Linked DNA regions of Mus musculus: all the other regions are linked to region 1. The links are chromatin contacts, called in public HiChIP or PLAC-seq maps. All regions are on one chromosome and are shown on one strand. The core of a region is the stretch at or near the end of the contact, and the rest is flanking DNA. Distances in the headings are between cores, read along the strand shown. Region 1 has its middle 5.5 kb from the start of Gm41589. Region 2 overlaps Trerf1 (transcriptional regulating factor 1). Region 3 overlaps Guca1a (guanylate cyclase activator 1a (retina)).

Region 1 (4,102 bases), core at 838-3,337:
TAAGAGATGGAAATCCAACCCTTCCCAAGGCCCACAGGGCTCTGAATGGCCATTCAAGGCTCCCTCCCCCATACCTAGACCTCCCCTAGCTTCCTACAGATCTAAAGCTAGCCACACATGCTCTCTGCTGCATGGCCACTCTGTCTTCTCCACCCTACTCCTCAAGGAGGCTGCATTAGATCTTCTGCCTGGTCCCTACTTCACAAGAGCATGTATGTATCCCAGTTTGCAGCATCCACCTCTGCCCACATCCACCCGTGGTGGCCAGAGAGAGAAGCATGTCTTATAATCTCCAAGATTCCCAGTACCTTAATGCGACCGGCAAATAGCACGTGCTCATGAAAGAATAAGCTAACTGGGCTGGAGCAACAGCTCAGGACCCAGGTTCAATCCCAGCACCCACATGGTGACTCACACCCCCCATAACTCCAGTTCTAGAGGATCCAATGCCCTCTTGTGGCCACTGGGGGCACTGAGCATGCACAAGATAATACACAGACATACAAGGCAAAAAAAGGCTTCTGCACATAATAAATAAATAAATCTAAAAAAAATAAAATAAAATGAAAGTGGCTGCTAAATGTATAAATGAAAATCAGGGCTTCTCAAGTCAGAAATTAAAATAATAATGATAACCCCACACTATGTGATCCCAAAATTCTCATAGCCATTTAGACCCTAAGTTTTATTTTTCCTTCTCTTCTTCCTCTAAAAGTATTTTCAATGTCAGTAGATCAGTAGCCAGCATGACCCACACCGCTCCTAGCTTCTTGTCCTCTAGGCGGAAACAAACAACCTAAATATTCATTTCCTCGGCCCGAATTCCTCTAAGTGGCTACTCTGGGAATTTCAAATTCTTAGAAAACATCCCAGAGGGGTTTTTGGTGGTTGTGTCTGTCCTTTAACTCAGAAGAGCTTTTCTAAAAGACTCATGGAGCAATTCACATAGAAAGACTTTAATAGTTCTTTAAAATGCAGCCCCGGGGAGGATGGCACAGTGGGTAAAGTGGCAGCTGCAGAGGCAGAAGGACCCCGAGTTCAGATCTCCATCACCCACCTAAGACAAGCGAAACAATAAACACGATGGCATGGGGCTATAGTGGAGCACAAGGAGGCAGAGACAGGAGGATGGGGTCCCGGAGTTCACTGGCCAGCCACTGAATGAATGAGCTCCGGATTCAGTGAGAAATTCCGTTTCAAAATTTAAAGTGAAAAGGGCCGGACCGAGGCCTGGGACAGGTGGGGACACATGGTAAGGGCATATGCCACAGAGACTGTCAACCTAAGTTTGACCTCCAGAACCCACAAAGTGGAAGCAGAGAATCAGCTCCCACAAGCTACCCTAGACCGCCACGCATGCGCAGGGGTACACATATACACAAATAAAAGTCAAATGAATAAATAAGTTAAATAAGGTGACAGGGCACCTGAGGAGGAAACAGGCAACACTGACATCTGGCTTGCGTATGCACACACGCATGCGCGCAAGCACGCACGCATATACGCAGGCACGCACGCCCATATCCATCAGTGGATAAGCATACCAGTAACTGCAATCCGGCGGGTTTTAGTCCCTTTCCGGACAGGGTGGGGATAAAGAGAAAAATCTCAACTATATTTTAACCTCACCAGTTACTCTCCAATATGAAAATCTAAAAATACGGTTAACCCACAAGATCCTTTAAGATTGTAGCCTTCCCACAAGATCTCTGAGGACTCCAGCCCTCTTCCCTGTTTCAGCCACACAGTTTCGTGAGTTCAGAAATGTGTGGCTCCAGGGCAGGTCTGGAGCACCTGTCTGGATCCTTATTTTTTCTGGGTCAATATCCAAAGTCAATAAAACCATCTAGAGCTTTCTCCCGAAAAGCCCAGAGTGGCAGTCCAGGTCCCGGAAGTCACCATACACCGTCAGTCAGTAAGGACCCTATCACCACTCGCACGAATTGCAATAGCCCACATGTGAGCTCATCAGGCAAGTTCACACTAAGCTTTGAGGGTCCACTTCGCCTCCCCAAAGCTACCTGCTGCCCGGGAACAACAGCTTAACTAACCTCAAGCTTGACTCAGCATTAGATCATCCAGCCAGCTGGCTGGAGAGGAAACTTCGAAGATGAACTGAAATTATTTTGGGTGCCTGAAAGTACAAGCTCCCTCTACAGCAGCACGTATAATTAGGATTTTTTTTTTTAATAAATCTACAACAGGGCTGGAGAGGTGGCTCAGCAGTAGTGAAGGGCACTTAACTGCTTGCTCCTGGCAGACTACCGGAACTTCATTCCCAGCACCCACTAGGAGGGTCACCACTGCCTATAACTGCAGCTCCAGGAGACCCCACGCCTCTGGCCTCAGCAGGAATCTGCACTCACATGTGTACATACCCACATGCAGACTCACGAACAAAAACACAATTAAAAGTATTTTTAAAAAAATCCATAAGATGTAAATGAATGAGGGACTCTACACCAACAGCAGGCTTTCCTAAGTAATGGCTTTTACATGTTGGCACAGTTGCCAGGCCGCTCAAGCGCCTTTGTGGAATGCCAACGTACAAATCCATTTCTCCAGGAGAAGACAAAAAACAGAAGTTAATCAACTCGCCCTGAGTCCATGAAGCAATTTGGCCGTTGGCCCAGGAAGACAGTGTCAAGAGCTCTGGGTTCTCACTCCACGTGACTCTAGAATAAAGCTGGAACCCAAAGAGCTATCCTTTAAAAAAAAAATAATAACAATAACCCCCATATGCAGAACCGGCTAAAAATTGGTACCCTATCCATTTTCAGATTCACCTTGGCCTGCCTTGAGCATACAGCCACCTTAGAAGTTCTGTCACGTTACAAATGCCCACAAACTCAAACCAACTACTAAATATAAACAATTTTAGCTCTTCTCACCCTATCAGCCTCTTGGCAAATTCTTCTATGCACCACCCCACCCTGCCTAGGGAGAGAAAAACAATACTTTGTGTTCTTACGATAAACCCATACATCAAAAAAGAAAGAGAAAATTCTAAATAAGCTTTGTTTTCCGTGTCTGCACATTTTAATATACGAGGCACGGAACACAACACCCTCTCCTCTCTCCCCTCTTTATAATTTAAACTCTGAACTCAACAAATAGCACAGGCACAGGCCGGTTAACAGAGTGCTCTCTGCACAGCTGCTAGACTGACTATTTCCACAGTAAGCTTCTGTCAATGCTCTCTGATATTAGCACATGCCTGCTACGTGGATGCCTGCTTACCAAGCTGTGAAAAGACCCACGTTCATTCTGGAACCTACAAAATTAATCTTCTCTGTGCCTATAATGCATAAGGCAAAGGCGCCTTCCCTCCCTCCTCCTCTCCCCCCCCCCCAACATGTCAGGCTAGCTTCTAAACAATCAGTTGGCGAAAATGGACATGCCTGAAAGGGCGGGGCCCAAAGGGGTGTGTCACTCCGGGTATCAATTCCTGTAAATCAAATCCTGACAATTGTCACAATATTATAAAAAGAATGAATTATGATTCTTGGGCCTTCAAGCCTTTATTACCACGAGAACATTCTCAGTTGAATGGCGGAGGGGGGGGGCGCTACTGTGACTTGATTAATGGCCAAAAGCGAGACAATAAAATAAATGTTAAGAGGGGGAAAAAAAACCCATTCTTGGCTCCCAGGTTAGACATGTAAATAATTCCACCCTGGAATAAACACACATGAGGAATTCTTATTTACTCTCTGAGCGTATACACCCAATCAGACTCAGCCAATAGCCCAGTTAAAGATAACAGCTAATTTGTTTAGCTAATGCCTAGTTGGGAACATGTGATAGGTGGCACTAAGATTTCGAACTAACTCAACTCTCAATCTGCCAAATATTAATCCCTTGATCCTGAAGCCTGATGGGAGGAAGGAGAGAAGGAAAAACGGACTGTTTATCAGTAACATAAGGGGGTGGTGGTGGTGGTGGTGGTGTTATTATTTTGTTTTGTTTTTTAACCCATTTTCCCTTTCTAAACTCAAAACCTGTTTACAGAACTCAGGAAAGCTTAACCGACTTTAGTTAACCTCGGTGTTGGGTGGTTATGCCATATCCCTACTAACCAGTTCCTGGCCAGACCCCCTGG
Region 2 (3,825 bases), core at 129-2,628, 150 kb before region 1:
TGTGTCTGCTGGATTCCAGGCTCACAGACTACTGTAAATAATATTTAATATCTCCTCGTCACCGGAAATTTAAACAGTCTCAGATAGGGCTCCTTTAAGCCCACTTCCCCTACCCTACTCCCCACCCCCATCCAGCTGCCGAAGATTCAGGAAATGCAAACCTCACAAAAAGATAAGCTGGACCAAACAGAGAAGGGCCAGCTCTGGGACCCTGTTGGGCAAGTGACTTCCTGTCCTATACCCCAGGCTCTGCTTCTGCAGAACACAGGACCCTGAGCTTCAAGAGGGAACTCAGTGTGAGGAGTTTCTCTAGGTGCTCCCCGGGACACCCCAAAAATCCTGGACCAGGGCTTGAAACAGTAGATCCTCCTCCACACTGGTATCTTAGAGGGTCCCCAAAGAGCAGCCCATTGTGGGGAGGAAGGCTGAGGAGAAGGCTCAGCAGTTAAAAGCACTTGGCTGCTCTTCCAGACAACCTGGGTTTGGTTTCCAGCACGCACATGATGGTTCAAATGACCTGTAACTCCAGTCCAGGGTCCTAACCCCGTCTCTTCTGGCCTCCTTGGACACTGTACCCAACGCTGGGCAGTGGAGACAGGGAGGATTCCTGGAGTTCACTGGCCTAATCTGGGAGTTCCAGGCCAAGGGGCGGTTGTCATAAAAGACAAGGAAGACACTTGAGATTGTCCGTTGGCTTCCACATGCACAAGCACACGTGCGCGCACACACAAATGCACACAGGCATGCACACATGCACACACATGTAAAAAATACATAGCTGACCATGGTGGCTGACAGGGGAGGAGCATCTTGGGCTCAAGGCCAGTTTCGGCTACAGAGTTTGAGAGACCCTGCCTCAAATGTCCACACGCAAACAAGTAAACACAGAAATCAGAACATATCAGAATGGCGCACGTGTTACGACCAGTGCAGGTCAGGGACTTAAGGTAGTTTTAGGAGCAAGACATTCACTCTGTCATCATGCTGTGCTGATGGCCAGTCTCCAGAGGAGCACTTAAAGACTCACTTGAGAGCATGTTTCTGTCAGCTATTATGTAACCCTGACAGCACAGGGGCCCTCAGCCCGGGACACCTCCTGGCTTTATACCCAGTGCCTCTGGCACCCCAGGCTCCTCAGACAGTCCTGGATGCGCTGCACCCTGCTTCCTGGTTCTGGAATTATCTCCATGGGTGTATCCAGGACAAGCCCTTGCTTCAACCAGGGCTCAGCTGCCTCGGGGAATTCACCAGTGGGAAATAGTTAAATAGTTAATCTCATTGAGCTCGCCCTGGGCCAAGCCAGCTGGATGGAAGGATCAGTCTGGCCTCAGAGCCCTGAGTAAGTAGAGGTAAGGAGGGGCAGGAAGGGTGACTCACCCAGCAGAGAGGCTGTTAATAGACTCTGAGGTTTACTGGTGGGGTTGGGCCTCTAGCCCCAGGCGTATGGGCCTAGCCACTCATTTGATTGAGAACATCAGGACACCTTCTCCTAACTGTATGGGAAGAGAAAAACCTTTCCCTAATCCCATCCACCCCCTTACCCAGGTTGCCTAGCAACCCCCTCCCTCCCCAAACAACCAAGCAACACGAGGTAGTTTGAATAGAGTTTGGTCCTTACAGTTTTAGAGAAAGATGCCAATTCCTGAGCTTGGTGACCCAGGTTCTGGGAAAACTTAAGGCAGAAGCACACAAGTTGATGATGTTTGTGGATGGCTAGACGACTCAGGAGCCTGGGGGCACACAGTAGGACTTCATAGGACTTTGGATATGCTAACAGCTGGCGGAACCTTCGGGAGGGGCCATGGAGGCCATCTGTGGGCCTGGAAGCCACTAGCTGGCACTTACTGCCTATGAGAACAGTTACTGGTCTCTAAGACTAGACCCCACCATTTCTACAGCCAAACGTTGTAGAACCCAAACTCCCTCTGCTGCCATCTCACCTACTGGAGCCACTGACTCAATGCAAGTCTTCCTCCTCCAGGAAGCCTTCCCTGACCCCTCACAGGCACAGCACTCTCTCCCTCAGCTTCCTTTCTAAGTGAAGATATTTGGTTCTTTAGGCAACTCTTTGGCTATGCCTTTTTGATGCTACACGTTCACCACACAGAGCCCAGAGTCACTAAAAGTAGCAGTCCCTGAGGCAAAAGTGGGTACCTGATCGATATCAAATCAGGAAGTGGCCTGAGATAAACCTGGTAGTGCAGAAAACCACCAAGCAGAGGCGAAGACAGCTGAAGGCGGGGGCGGGAAGATGGCTTGGTGGGTAAAGGTGTCTGCCACATAAATCCGGCAACTTCAGCTTGATTCCCTGGAGACCATGTAACAGTGGAAGGGAGTCCAAAGAGCTGACCTCTGACCCTGCGCTCCTGCTATGGCACGCCCATCACCCCATGCGTAATTGGTGCACACACAGAATGGAGGTGAATGGATGTTGAAGATCCTTCTTCCCTGGCCAGAGGACCATGGTTATGGGCAGCCAGACCGCCCTTCATAAGGCTCCATAAGGGAACAGACCACAGCGAGAGGCTCCAGCACCTCTCGTGGCACATCACAGAACAGGACACAGGAGTGTGTATGGAGGATGGGATATTTCAGGCTCTTTTCAAGAACCCAAGGCTGATACCTGCTGCAAGCAATGGCTAGCCATGAGCTGTGTCTTGCCTCTGATCGTTTGATATTTATTTATTGATTGATTGAGAAAAGATGTCACTCTGTAGACCGGCCTGGCCTGAAATACTATCTGTAGCCCAGGCTGCCCTCAAACTCATAGTGATCTTTCTGCATCAGCTTTCCGAGTGTTAGGATAATATGTGTGAACGACCATGTCCAGCTATTTGGGTTTGAAATGGGTTCCACAGACAGGCCCTGAATTTCTAATCTGAAATGATCTTCCTGCTTCTGCCACCAAATGGCTGGGTCCACAAGAGTATAGTTGTACCCATTTTAGTTTGTTTGTTCCTTCCTCTATCTATCTATCTATCTATCTATCTATCTATCTATCTATCTATCTATCTATCTATCATGCTCCAGTTCAGACACTGTAATCAGTATCGAGGCTGGGATTCCTTCACACCAGATTCCCACCTCCACTTGTGTTCCATAAACCAGCTCTGTCCACTTCAAAGCACCACTGAACAAAAGCGCTGGCTACAAAGGGTTCTGGTCTCACAGCATCCGGTTGAGAACTGCTCTCCTTAGCTCTCACTGCCAACCCTACACAGCCTAGAGTCAGCTGAGGAGAAAGCCTCTAGCCAAGAACTGCCTACATCAGATTGGCCTGGAATCCTGTCTGTGGGGAATTATCTGGATCATCAGTTGATGTTGGAGGGTCCAACCCACGGTGGGTGCCACCATTCCCTGGGCTGTTGGTCCAGGGTTGTGTAAGAAAGCATCTAGCTACGCATGGTGTATGAGTGAGCCAGCACACAGTGTTCTAGCTTCAAGCTCTTGCTTGAGTTCTTGCCTTGATTTTCCTTAATGGTGGACTGTAACCTGTAAGCTGAAATAAACCTTCTTATCCCCTAAATTGCTTTTGGTCAGACAGCTTTGTCAAGTGCTTACAATGACATCCAGGACCTGGGTTACAAGCTCTCCACAATTCACCCCAGTCCCGGAACAGCTCTGTCTGCTGTCCTGAGGGGACAAGAAATGCTGTAGCTGGGTCACACTTAACTTTTTCTCCTGCCCCACAGGCATCTCACATCCAACCCAGATGCTCTACAGCTGTCCTCCACCCAACCCAGGTGCTCTACAATTGTCCTCCACCCAACCCAGGTGCTCCACAGTTGTCCTCCACCCAACCCAGGTGCTTCACAGCTGTCCTCC
Region 3 (3,716 bases), core at 807-3,306, 250 kb before region 1:
TGATATAACTCCTCATTTTAAAAGTGTTCAGCAATACAAGAAGAGTGAAAGTCAAGGACCAAGGCAGATCTCATTACAGATGGTTGTGAGCCACTATGTGGTTGCTGGGATTTGAACTCAGGACCTTCAGAAGAGCAGTCAGTGCTCTTACCCACTGAGCCATCTCTCCAGCCCAAATGTTTAGCTTTCTGACATGCTGGGATAGGCAGGAGCAGAGAGGCGGGGGCCCTGAGGGTCATCCTGTAAACAGGTCTTGTGTTTCTCGAGCTGTCGATGTAGCTGAGTTGCTTGCTGGATGTATTTGGGGCCCTAGCATTCAGCTCCCAGGATTGCAGCAATTCTGTGCTACCTATGAAGGTTGCATGCTCCTCTGTGTGAACCCCCTTCAAGACTCAGTGGAGATGTCCCCTTCTCTTGAAGGGCCATTTGAACTGTCCTGCCCTAGCGGAGTTAGATGATTCTATAATGTCCCAGTATTGGATACAGTGCGATGGCACAGTTGTCTCCTGCCACCCCCAGCCCCATAGTGACTGTGTACTGGTCCTGATGAGGTTGCTCAGTGGTCGAGTGCTTGCTGCTTCTCCAGAGGACTTGAGTTTGGCTCCATCACCCACATCAGGCTGCTCACAACCGTCACCTGGGGAGGCGACTTTCTCTTCTGGCCTCTAAAAGCATGAACACATATATGTCACACGTTTACACAGACATATACACATAAGCAAATAATTTTTTAAAAGAAAGTAACAGAGCTGCGCATAGCGGGGCACACCTTTGATCCTAGCACTTGGGAGGCAGAAGCAGGTGAAGCTCTGACTTTTGAGGCCAGTCTGGTTCACAATGCTAGTTCCAGGGCAGCCGGAGCTTTACAGAGAAACCCTGTCTCGAAATAAAACCAAACCCAAGCCGGGAGGTGGTGGCACACCCCTTTAATCCCAGCACTTGGGAGGCAGAGGCAGGCGGATTTCTGAGTTCGAGGCCAGCCTGGTCTACAAAGTGAGTTCTAGGACAGCCAGGGCTACACAGAGAAACCCTGGTTGGGGGTGGGGAGCGGAGCGGAACCAAACCCAAACCCCCCAAACCAACCAAGCAAGCAAACAAACAAATCAAACAGCAGGTAACGGGATTCACTGCCTTACTGCGCTCTGCCTGTGCTGGGTGTTTAAGCTGTGCTGGGTGTTTAAGCTGTGCTGGGTGTTTAAGCTACACGGACTCGGTTCACCAAAAGCAATTCTGATAGCCGGCCATTTTCAGATGAGGAGGTCGAGTATTGTAGAACGGACATGCTAAGTCCTGTGTCCCATAGCCTAGAACTCAGGAGGATCGAGGAGGCAGGATTCAAACCTGCTCCTCCAACACTGCGTTTCTGTCAGGACAGGGCGACTGTTCCGCTGAGTTCTCAGTCTTTCTCGGCACACAATAGAGCTTAGTGGAGCTTGAAGCCAAGAGGAAAGAGCCTTTATATGGGTCTCTTGCCCCTACCTCCAGGCCAGCACTGCTAGAACTCTCTGGAGTCAAGCCTCCAGCCCTGGCTTTCTTTCTTCCTTCTTCCACCTGCTCAAGCTATGGGAACGATCCCTGTTCTAGAATCAAAGGGACGCAGTGGGGGTGGTTCTAACAGACTTGATTGGCAGCTTTGAGGAAGATGCGAGGCGGGCACTGTTGAAGTGTCCAGAAAGACAGATATTCGTGCTACAAGGGGGCTGAGCACTGCAGAGCAGACTGGCTTCTGCTCCCTTCTGCTTTTGCCTTCAGTAGTGAAGGGTGTGGAGAATTGAACAGAGGCCTTGGGGGCGGGGTTCTGGCTGAAGCGGGCGGGGCTCTGAGTGGGGTGGGCGGAGCCCTGGTGAGCTTACCCCGCCTCGCCCCTTGCCCAGGATGGCTACATTGACTTCATGGAGTACGTGGCAGCCCTCAGCCTGGTCCTCAAGGGCAAAGTGGAACAGAAGTTGCGCTGGTATTTCAAGCTCTACGACGTCGACGGCAACGGGTGCATAGACAGGGACGAGCTGCTCACCATCATCCGGGTAACTCCAGGTGCAGAGGGCTGGGCCAGAAAACTGGCTGTCTATGCCTTCTGCCTCCCAGAGGGCAGGGATTAAAGGCATGAGCTACCACGACACGCCTTCCTCGCCTTTTTTTTTTTTTTTTTTTTTTTTTCCCTTTCGATTTTAACTTAGGCTAGCTCACAACTCCTTGGCCCATACTGACTACTGACCTCGAGTTTGAGACAATCCTACCTCGGTGTCCCAAGTGCCTGAGGCCCTAACCTTGATTTCTACTCTGAACCGTTCAGGGCTTCGACAAGCTCGCTCTGCTCCCACTCCCACCACTGGGAAGGGTCTCCTCACTTCTGCCTGTTTGTGTTCCCAGGCCATCCGAACCATTAATCCCTGGAGCGACTCATCCATGAGTGCCGAGGAATTCACAGATACCGTGTTTGCCAAGATCGACATCAACGGGGATGGTGAGGGGGCCGAGGAGGGGCTCTCCAGGGGAGGGGTCAGCAGAGATGGCAGTCACTCCTGGAGAGGGGCAAGAGAGGAGGGGGACACAGGGCCTTCTGCCGGTCGCCTCTTCTACCCACCTTTGCTCTGGATGCAGACCTGGATTTGGGGGATCCCTGCACCAGACTTTGGGTTCTGGATCCGTTATCACTGCCCCAGCGCTGGCTCTGTCCCTGCCTTTTGCATATAGCTCTGAGCCCTGGACTCCTGAGACCTCATCCCGCGAATCTCTTTCTCTCCATCCCAGGGGAACTGTCCCTGGAGGAGTTCATGGAAGGTGTGCAGAAGGACCAGATGCTCCTGGACACGCTGACCCGAAGCCTGGACTTGACCGGCATCGTGCGCAGACTCCAGAACGGCGAACACGAGGAGGCAGGCACCGGCGACCTGGCAGCGGAGGCTGCGGGTTGAGCATTCACCCTGTGGCTTCTGCCTGCTGAGGGCTGGCCCCGTGCGGTGCCTGGTGTGGTTGTTCTGTTCTTGTCTTAACATTACATAGAACCTCCTGAACTCAGAGTCTCAGCTTTTTTCTTTGGGTACATAGTTCTGGGTGGAGGGGCAGTATCAGGAGTTGAGAGCCCAGGACAGAAGGATGGTCCCTAATCCTCTAGGGAACTCGAAGGATGATGGTGCTTCCTGCCAGTCCCTCTCTGGCCCCTCCCATCTTCTTGCCCAGCTCCCTGCTCTACTTCCCCAGGCCATGACCTTGCGGATGTGGAAGCTCTGAGAGCGCCCCCCCCCCCCCGCCCGCATCGCCTCAGATGGAACCTCGGGCGGTCACACTCAGTCCTGACCCTGGAGTTTGTGTGGCTTCAGGTGTAAGGCCAACATTTATTGAGCACCTACTGTGTGCTAGTGTTAGATGATGCATCTTCCAGCCTGCCCCATGTACCTCCATGATTTGGGGAACACATCATTTTCCTGCCTGGGATATACTCATATTTTACACGGACCATTTTCATCTAAGCTAGATCTTTTTCTTTTTAAAAAAAATTTTTTTTTATGTATATGAGTGCACTGTTGTGATCCTTCATGTGGTTGTTGGGAATTGAATTTTTAGGACCTCTGCTTGCTCTAGTCGACCCTGTTGGTCCTGGTCAACTCTGCTCACTCAGGCCCAAAGATATTTGTTTGTTTGTTTTGTTTGTTTGTTTTTCAAGATAGGGTTTCTCTGTGTAGCTCTGGCTGTCCTGGAACTCACTCTGTAGACCA

What was found. HiChIP or PLAC-seq counts read pairs in DNA pulled down with a chosen protein or histone mark.
Region 2: a contact with region 1 is called in an H3K4me3 HiChIP or PLAC-seq map of bone marrow-derived macrophages, with 5 times the contacts expected there. The contact joins two enhancer-like sites. A contact is called at or near these places in 5 of 39 promoter capture datasets (the 3T3-L1 cell line, the HPC-7 cell line, frontonasal cranial neural crest and 2 more), 12 of 484 Hi-C or Micro-C datasets (the Ba/F3 cell line, the N1E-115 cell line, bone marrow-derived macrophages and 6 more), 28 of 115 datasets of contacts at active chromatin or transcription factors (CD8 T cells, the HPC-7 cell line, the NIH/3T3 cell line and 23 more) and 2 of 9 other capture datasets (embryonic stem cells and macrophages).
Region 3: a contact with region 1 is called in an H3K4me3 HiChIP or PLAC-seq map of bone marrow-derived macrophages, with 3 times the contacts expected there. The contact joins two enhancer-like sites. A contact is called at or near these places in 11 of 39 promoter capture datasets (the 3T3-L1 cell line, 3T3-L1-derived adipocytes, the HPC-7 cell line and 6 more), 9 of 115 datasets of contacts at active chromatin or transcription factors (bone marrow-derived macrophages, embryonic forebrain, embryonic stem cells and 3 more) and 2 of 9 other capture datasets (adipose tissue and liver).

The regions. Positions count from the first base shown.
Region 1 is chr17:47,143,171-47,147,272 of GRCm38.p6, reverse strand. It overlaps a transcript of Trerf1 not described here. Among named protein-coding and RNA genes, the nearest start is that of Gm41589, 5.5 kb to the right of the region's middle. Within about 2 kb of position 2,087, at least 27 of the 459 cell types and tissues checked have an H3K27ac peak or open chromatin away from gene starts, as enhancers often do. A contact at or near this core is called in the N1E-115 cell line, bone marrow-derived macrophages and pancreatic cancer cells, where this site is marked.
Region 2 is chr17:47,291,739-47,295,563 of GRCm38.p6, reverse strand. All of the region lies in intron 2 of Trerf1 (transcriptional regulating factor 1), which reads right to left. Among named protein-coding and RNA genes, the nearest start is that of Trerf1, 63 kb to the right of the region's middle. Within about 2 kb of position 1,378, at least 225 of the 459 cell types and tissues checked have an H3K27ac peak or open chromatin away from gene starts, as enhancers often do. A contact at or near this core is called in the N1E-115 cell line, bone marrow-derived macrophages and pancreatic cancer cells, where this site is marked.
Region 3 is chr17:47,393,856-47,397,571 of GRCm38.p6, reverse strand. Guca1a (guanylate cyclase activator 1a (retina)) reads left to right here. Exons shown (of 4, transcript NM_008189.3): 2 at 1,875-2,024; 3 at 2,371-2,464; 4 at 2,752-3,015. The coding sequence ends at 2,915. Among named protein-coding and RNA genes, the nearest start is that of Guca1a, 4.9 kb to the left of the region's middle. Within about 2 kb of position 2,056, at least 173 of the 459 cell types and tissues checked have an H3K27ac peak or open chromatin away from gene starts, as enhancers often do. A contact at or near this core is called in bone marrow-derived macrophages and pancreatic cancer cells, where this site is marked.